Linked DNA regions of Gasterosteus aculeatus: region 1 is linked to region 2. Evidence: chromatin contacts called from public Hi-C data. All regions are on one chromosome and are shown on one strand. The core of a region is the stretch at or near the end of the contact, and the rest is flanking DNA. Distances in the headings are between cores, read along the strand shown. Region 1 overlaps znf536 (zinc finger protein 536). Region 2 holds the start of LOC144385315.

What was found. A called contact is a pair of places that touch in the nucleus more often than the background predicts.
Region 1: a contact with region 2 is called in a Hi-C map of skeletal muscle, with 4 times the contacts expected there. The contact joins the enhancer-like site here to the promoter of LOC144385315 in region 2. A contact is called at or near these places in 2 of 6 Hi-C or Micro-C datasets (skeletal muscle and tail fin).

What each region holds. Positions count from the first base shown.
Region 1 is chr12:2,358,068-2,362,497 of fGasAcu3.hap1.1, forward strand. The region is part of intron 7 of znf536 (zinc finger protein 536); the gene reads left to right. Among protein-coding and RNA genes, the nearest start is that of LOC144385317, 170 kb to the left of the region's middle. Within about 2 kb of position 1,449, at least 3 of the 9 cell types and tissues checked have open chromatin away from gene starts, as enhancers often do.
Region 2 is chr12:2,004,713-2,009,435 of fGasAcu3.hap1.1, forward strand. It overlaps LOC144385315, which reads left to right and starts at 3,069. Exons shown (of 1, transcript XM_078085248.1): 1 at 3,069-4,723.

The DNA.
Region 1 (4,430 bases), core at 199-2,698, 350 kb after region 2:
TCTTTCCCTCTCCTTCCTTTTTCTTCTACTCCTTCTTCTTTAGTGATGCTTTGAGGGGTGGTGGGATAGGAGGGTGGGAAGGGTGCAGAGAAGGGTGGGGGGAGGCAGGGTGGATGTGGATTTTTCTAGTCTTTTGTGCGAATCACAGGGAATGGTAACTATAAACATCCTGTATTCATTAAAACCATCTAAAAATAAAAATTTAGAGAGGGGGGGTGGGGTGCACTCACTTCCTTGCCGCTCCTCCTCGGTGTATACAAGCGGCCTGTGTTATGCCTGGTGTCGCTCATATTTACATATTTATAAATACCGGGCTATACAATGAGACCGTGCCGTGCCAAGAACAACGCATTCTGCTAGCGAAGGGCCCCGAGGCCTGGGAGAGCAAACAAAGGGTTCACTGAGCACCGCCGTGAGCTCCACCTTGAGCTCCACCCGGAGCTCCACCTCGAGCTCCTCTCTCAGCTTCACCATAAGCTCCATCCTGACCTCCACCCTGTGCTCCACCCTTAGCGCCACCCTGGGAGCTCTTGTGGTGACTTGTAAGGTGATGCTTTTCGAATGCATTATAATCACTTACTGCACAGTACAATGTTTTTCTAAGTGGTCATTGTTTGCTTTGAGTGAAAAATGAAAAATGTAAGCTTAAACTTTACTGTACAAAACACTATAAAAATGTGTTTCTAATTTATTAGCCGGTCTCAACTGTCTTGTAGGCAATGTCCAGTCGAGAGTCAACTGGAGACTCGCGACTGGACATTGCAACCAAAGAAATGTTCTTTTTACATCTGCCATCATTTTAACACACACCAGTAGAAAGCGGTGATGAGAAAAATACAAGCAGTATTTGGTAGAACAAGTGAAACAATTGAATAAACTTACCATCACAAATAGGAACAGATGTCGGAAGGCATTTCTATCAAATGTGTTTAGTAGAGGATTTTAAATAGTGAATAATATGTATCACATATATCCTCAATAGATCATCAATCTCTGAACATATGGTGATCCAGATCGGTTGAACTGCTCCTTTAAGTGCATGATTTCAACATCTATTAGTGACATTTAGAAAACCTTGAAGTTTAAAACAAAATGTCAGCTAAGTGTAGCTTTCGGCCCTTTTTAAAAATATTGATTAACTTTCAGAAATCTATATTTGTGAACCTTAATGGTTATCTGCTGAAGTGCTGAAACAGAGTCATTAATCTGAGCGGTACATATTCTCAGGAAACAGCTTCTACTTGGTGAGTGGTGTCTTTTGTGACGTCTCGCTATTAACATCAGGTGGTGCATCTGACACCAGGCTCTCGCACTTATTCACACACACACACACACACAGTCCGGTTCGTCCCAGCGCGGCCTACCGACACATGCTCTGAGTGCGGTGGTACGCCATTGTTCCATTTATCCATTCTGTTAAGCATGACACATGTATTACCGGTGGATGGATCCTGGAGCTGTGTGTCCTCACACCATATGTTTCTGAAGGTCCTCCTATCCCCTCCAATAAGCACCCTGTCTCTGTCTGCCACCAGGGGGCGCATGTTTTCATCGTATTAAAAGAGATCTTGAAGAACCTGGGCATGTATTGTAGACTGCACCTCCTTAGATACAATAATATTTTGCATGGCTCATTTGATGAACCAATGGCAGGCAGCTTTTTTCGGTGTGTGAGGTGCATCTGCCGTCTACCCGAATGGGAAATTAAAAACTGCAAGAGGGAAGCTATGCTAAATGTATAAAGTTGGCCAGGAAATCCCCCCCACCCTTCCCCCACCCTTCGCAATGGCAGTTGTTTGGGGAGAAGGAGCATCGTGCTTAAATAATAACATTCCAGGTGGCTTGGTTAATGAACAGTGAAAATCAAATATGGGGCCCTAATCTGGAACTCGTTATAGAAAGTTTCTTTACAGGGAAATCAAAGGGAGGAAGTGCCCTTGGGGAGAGCAAGGCACTTTTTAAAGCATCTACATTTTTTTTTTTCTAGCATTTATTTTTATTTTGGTTTATTTCTATTATGTTATTGCACATTGAATAACATGTATTCATTTATAATGGACATCAGAAGACAAGTGAGCTGTATGTGGCTTTTTTGACTATTTTCAGTGTAGAGCTCAAATGATATGCTCAGTTATATCTGACTCCACCACAAACACGTTGAATCTGAATCAGGAGGGAAAGGTCTGGTCTGAATGTGGAGGCGTGTGCTCAGATGTCTGATATGCGCAGCCTTCAGTGTCTCTTTTACTGTCTTAGCTTGCCATCTTGTGGTGACAAGTGGACATAAAATCAACCCTTTGTTAGTGAGGAATTCTAATGCAATAGTTTGATGGGGTAACACCAGTTAGAGACCAACCCTTCACATACAAAGCTCCGCTCTCACAGACGGTCGGTGTAACACTACTTTGATCTAATCACATTTGATCTCATATGTTCCACCTTTTCAATATATCAGTAGAGCAAAAACATCCCAAAAGAGCATTTGTAAACATCCTTTCACCAGACGGATCGGAGGAGAAGTACGAGGAGCACTAAAAGCAAAAACCCATATGAGACGCGCAGGAAACAGTCATTACTCAGCGCTGAACCCAAGATGTTTTATCACGTTATTAGCTCTTTATTTTCCCTCTGCTACTACGCCGCCACTTCCATCCATCTTCATATCCATTCAGTCCTGCAAAAAGAAACAAAAAATAAAAAACACAACTCAAATAAACCGGTGTTTTAATTTGGTTTTGTCAGATTCATTACGCCACTTTAAAAAAACATGACATGCAAATGTGTTCGTCCGTGTTCTATTGCAAAATAATTTTAGAATATGATGCAGAGGGAATGAAAGTGTAGAAAAAGCACCAAGGGGGAGTTGTATTATTTGCTGCGGGATCTAATTACAGTTATGTATTTCTCACTAACTCACAACTTTTTTAAACCTTCTATTAGATTTACTCACTTCCCTCCTGACCTGCTGTCACATTTCCTGTCGGACATACAGTATTAGCTGAGCTGACATAATTGTTACAAGCACGAGCTCCTCCAGTTGTCATAACCATAATGTGTAAGCGTCTCATATAGTTTCAGAAATGGGCATTCACAAAAGGAACTGTAGTACTGCTGACCTGCTGCTTATGAAAGAGGGTTTTCTTTTCTTGCTATCAGTGACTGGCTGTGACTGGGGTAGAAGTAAAAGAATAACAGAGTTGCCCAAGAATTCAGTGCAAATAAATAATAACGATGCACTTATGCACTTAAGTGTGCCGATGCCTTCGGCTTCATTTGTCCATCGGTATTTGATAATTATTAGATAATTATTATTATTAGTGGCCCATTGTACAAAGCTGACAGTCTCAAATATATCATCCATCCATCTGGCCCCACCTGACCGTATATTGCAATGCTTAGGTTGTGTGTGTGTGTGTGTGTGTGTGTGTGTGTGTGTGTGTGCATGCGTGTGTGCTGCATGGTGGTTTCAGTGTGTTGGGTCCGTGGTGCTAATCTGCCTCTTCTCTTATTCTCTCATTGGCCGTAGTGCATCTCTGGGTAGGAGAGGAGGACCAACCAATGACCCACGACCCCGCGCTGACCCACGACCTTAACCACCCTAACAACCATAACCTAGGCGACCCAGAGGGGCTGGACGCCCGCGCTGTAAACAAAGACTAACGGCACCACACCGGAGCAAGGCAGGAGGAGGAGGATGGTGATGATGAAGGCGATGAGGAGGAGGATGAAGGATGAATGAAGGAGTACACTTTAACAAAGACTTTATTTAAGATGAAAAAAAAAACACATACTACCGTCAGAGTGAAGAGAAGGCGCGAGCTATATGAAGGAAAGTGTGGGACAGTTTCCTGTTGGGGACGGAAGTGAGATTGCTTGGACACTACAGGAAGTGCGGGCTTCTTCCCTGCGCGCTCCACCTGGGGCCCGATGCCCTCTTGTCTTTGTTCTCTTCTCTCTATACAATGTTATTTTCTCCTTTTTGTTTGATGAAACTACCTGTCTGATTAGCACTTCCTGTAACCGCCACCGCAGATCTCTGATACATTCCTTAAGCTAGTAAGGTGTGTCTTTTTTTAAGAAGAAAAAAGTAGGACTGAAGTGTAGTGCTAATCGAATGCTTTCAAAGACATTTTCTCTCCTGTTGAATAAAGAAGAAGACATTATTTCACCATTTTATCGTACCTGGAATGTATTCTACCCTAGGTTAGAAACTTGACTTTACCGGGGTTGTTGACAGAGACCAAGCACATTTTCCTGTCAGTCACATGAGTCCCCATGATGCATCACACCGGTTATGGTTAAGGGGCGGGGCACCATATGACAATCTGCAATGCAAGAAAAAAAGAAACACATACCGCTCAGTTTACTTTGATGGTGGTGCTAATGATGATTGTGAAGAAGAAAGACTATTCAAACTGCCCTAAATGTAC
Region 2 (4,723 bases), core at 1,819-4,318:
ACACACACACACACTGTATTCATTTAAATCAAGCGTCTTATTCCTTGCTCATTCATCTCCGTCCCAGCTGTTTTCATATGCCAGCGACCGTCATTAATATGTTTTTCCTGCCACATGTGCTGTGGATTATGGAGACTAACGACAGCGATAATATTTTAGTCAGGCTAGACAGCCTTGGTGGTTTGGATGGGGCCCACATGATCACAGGCACCGTTTGAAACTCAAGCCACTGGGAAATGAACTTTGACGTGACTTCAGACCCCAGATATTCTTTGAGAATAGAGTTCACACTGTTGTTTGGGGAGTGCCTGAGACACAGCGGTCTAAGTGGCTCGAGTTATCATTATCTCCTCTCCTTGTGTTTCTGCCTCTGATAGCTTTGCACAACGGTTATATACTCCCTTTCTCAGGTTAAAAAGGGAATAGTCAGTTGTTACTGATCAATTAAAACTACTAATCTAATAAACATTATATATATACATATAGTTTACTAAATCAATAGATTTAGATATAGTAAACTACAGCTGATTCCAATGCAAGATTTGGGAAAATTGTATTGTCTTTTTTTCAAGACTAGCAGCATTCTAGTCGGAGGAGCCATTGACCCAAACCTCACTGCGTAAAGGACAAAACTGTTGTCTTGATGTTGAACATCTGCAGTAAGTATAACGATACATTGAGATATTCATTTTTTGGTAATCCAACGAATATGTCACAGAAACCTGTTCGAGTGGATTAAATATTTGAAAAATGCAAAGTACCTGATGAATACATTTTTGCAGCAGTCCGAATCCACTGCCTGTAAGGTGTATAGCAGTCATTACCTCGCTGCTTATTATAGTATTGTAAGGTATTGGAAGATTGCAAGGTAAACTGTAGAGAGCAGCTTCCTTTTATATGTTTTTCTTTGTCGCTAAACACTTCCAACCCTCAGAGGTTGTGGCACAACCTCTTCTGGTTTTAATATATTATAGAAAAAATGTATTTTGCCAAACTACAGTATATCTTGCTTTTAGGGCAGCCTGTTAACTCAGCACATGACTTAAAGAATTTGTAATTTGAAATTTGTTATAAATTTGTTTATAGCTATCTATTTTTTGCAGAAAGACAAACACACATAGGCTGCTATAGAAGGCTGCTATGCAGGCTGTTATTTAAAATAAATCTAAATCGATGTTTTAACCTTTACTGTCCATTGAGTTTTTTAGTTTCATTGAATCTGATTCAAATGATAATTTGGGATTTTTCCTCCAATGGCCCCTTCAATTGCCTACCTTAAGGATAAATCAAAATTGGAATGCATCCTTCACTGTAAAGCTTCAAGTGGCCTTTGACCACTCACGCCTGAAGCTGATTTATGTGAAAGCAGACAATGCTATATTTCACATGTGCGTCCACATGATTGTTTCCCATGGCGAACCTTTATGTTATATTTGAAAGTGAGCTTATATACTGTGCAGCAATCTGTGTGTACTGTGTGTGTGTGTGTGTGTGTGTGTGTTGACTGGTTGGGGAAAGAGTTTCTGGTGCTTCACTTCCATGTTCGACAGCATGTTTGCGCGTCTCAGCTCAGAGCGTCTCTCAGCCTAATCCGTCCTTATCTCCCAGCGCGACAACACAACAAGAGGATCTCTAAAGAAGACATTTCTCTTTTTCCGCGGCGCTGAGCGCTCCAGCGATGCTGTTTAAGCGCCGCCTGCTTGTGCGCTATGTCTTTTCTCTTCTTACAAGATTCATTTGGTTTGAGCGTGCACTCACACCTGCGCATGAGTGCCTTTAACTCAGCGAGAAGAACAAGTGTGTGTGTGCTTTTGTCTGAACTTGTGCATTCCAGCTCAGGAAGCGAGTGCTGTTGTCATTCCAAAGCACCTCCAACATCAAACTCAGACTAAAGGTTGTCTGCAAGTCTTGACATTAGATAAATGCCTGGTCGGGTTGTACATACAGCTTTACCAATTCTCCAATAGGTCTCCCGGTCTCTCTCTCCCCCTCTATCTGCCAGCCTCTCTTTCTCTCTCCATCCAGGCTGATCTAATGACTCATAGGAATGCATCGAGCTGCTTGTCAGAGATCAATCATCTTCGTCAGGTCGTTCTACCGATTGTTTGAATAGCGGGCCATTAGAGAGGAGCTGTTTGGAGGTGTTTTGTGAACCTAAGCGGCTGCAAAGGTCAGCTGGAGAGAGAGAGAAAGAGGGAGGCCAGGACTGAGTGAGAAACATACAAAGAGAGAAGTGTGTGAGTGTGTGCGGGGCCGCTACGACAGCAGGAGGACGAGAGGCAACAGACAGGTGGAGGTATGCGGAGATAGAAAGACAGGCCTTGTCAGCCCCGTTGCGTGACTCTCACTGCCCTTTGTTAGTATGAATCCTTAAACAGCTAGCTGCAAGTGCAAAACCTGAGATTATTAATTCCCACGCACCGCCTGACATCCAGGCCTGATCTGAAATATGCATGTCAGAGAGTAGAAGAGAGATGGGTGGGTGCTGGAGGGGGGGTGGGATGAGAAGATAGAGCGGGTGGGAAGCGGGGAGACCAAAAAAGGGCCAATACCGGAATGGTGGCTGCCTTTTGGAAGTGGCGACAGATTCTGTTTAATGTGGCCTGTCTGTAGCCATCTAATGAGGGAACCCACCTGTGATTTTGCTTAGCGCCATGAGAGAAACCCCTGGCCGCAAACTGCTAACACAAGGTGCCGTCAACTTTTTCAAAGGTCCTTCCTCCTGAAACTGCCACGTCTTGTCTTTTGAAATGAAGTTCCGAGACGGTGTAATTTAAAGATCTTCAGTCGCTGGATATAAGACATTTTCCTCCTTTTTTTTTTTTTGGTTTCCAAAGAGATTGGGCGCGTGTAATTGTGTCTGTGTGTGTGTGTTTGTCTCTCGCTCTCTCTGCGTGTGTGACACCTTCTTTCCTTTGAAAAACAAGAAGAAGAAAAAACAGACTGGGATTTCAGCAGAAACAACAATTGATGATTAAAAGTTTTATTGCCAAGCTGTCTGCAGAGGTACAATCATAATGCTGAGGTCATTTGAACAGCAGAAAAGTTTGCTGCTCATCAGTACCGTGGCTTCAGGAAGTAAAGCGCTGTGGCATCTCATTTTAAAACAGGGGGAGGTGAGCGAAGCCGACACCAGACATAAAACCCAGATTTTATTTGTCGAGGGGGTTTCGTCTTCTGAACCTGCCGCTTTTACAGTAATCTGACCGCTGCGGTTGAAGTTGTGTTCATAAATGGGACCTGATTTAAGGCGGTTGCGTCTTGCCAGTAATTGCCGGTGTGGTGGGGACCTTTGTTGCAGACTCCTCTTATCAAAAACCTTCAGAGGGGAAAGCTGAATTAAAATCAGCTGTTTAGCGGATAATGTAAAGGCGGGTTTCCGTTACGAGGATACGGGTGTGATGAATAGTTTCAAACAAGAAGAAAGTGCAAAAAAAATGGAGAAAATCTCCTGCCCCACATAACTGCACACGACAGCCATCAAACTCAAGGCCCAAAAGTCATCATCCTTTTTTGTGGAATATGATAACAAAAAGACATGATAAATATACAGAAAGGCAATTATCTTATTTCCTCCAGCTGCTAGTTTATATTCTTGATGCTACTTTAATCTACTTTTTTTTGTTTATTCATTTTTCTCCCTCCTTTTTCATTTTTTGGTTGTTCCTTTCCCAGATCTCACAAAGCGGTCGGAGAGGAAAAGTAGGGCGCTCCCTTTGCAACCCAAGACTACGTCTCTTCATAAGGCACTGAATTATTTTGTTTTAAAAACAAACAAACAAAAAAAACGACTTTCAACCCGGGGAAGAATATTTAATTGTTTTTTGATTACTTAGGAATGGGCCATGGGAATAGGCCTTTGTAAATATTTAAACAGATTCAGCGTGATGCCATGATTTCCATTCTGCCATTAATGCTTTTACATGATTGTTGCAGTCGTCTGGGTTTGACATCCACAGTGAAAATGCTTTACTGATAATAAAGAAGACAAAATAATACAAAGAATTATTTTAATTTTTTATTCTGTGTGAGTTCAGGCGAAGGCAGTGGAATTACGTTCAGCAGTGAAGCTGCTGCACTCCAACAGTCAGCAGGAATCTCCACACAGCCAACGTGTCGAGTCCTGCAATTCTACTGCTTGCCAACAGGTGGCAGTGGCAGCAGGCAGCAGCGAACAGAAGGCTGTCACTCAGTGATTATAATTCATGATCCATTTCTATTATAGGTGGGGTGTACGGAGAGTTACAGTAATAATTATCTGTGTTAAGTGTTTCCAAGGCAACGAACATGGCTCCCCACCCCACTTTTATGTGGAGAGAAGGAATGTTTTTTTGTGTGTGTCTTTGTGTGTGTGTGTGTGAGTGCATTGCTCAACATGGTGAAATGAGGGAAGCATGGGGCCTTGCTACTGAGCTTAGAATCAGAGCCACACGCACACACACACATACACACACTCACTCACTCAGACACACAGACATAGTGACTTTGAATCATTCTCTCCCACGGCTTTTCTGTTCCTCAATAAATAAATAACCAGGAATGAAGACATCAAATTAAAAGTGAACAATATTGGAATTCTAATATTACTTCAAATCTAATAGATTTGTGCGATCGGAGGACAGCAGTATCTAAAGACATTTACTGTAAGGTCAGCTTTTTTTGCCATGTCTAACTCACCCTGCCTCTGCTCCTTGAAGGATAAATCCTGGTGGGTTTTTTCCTT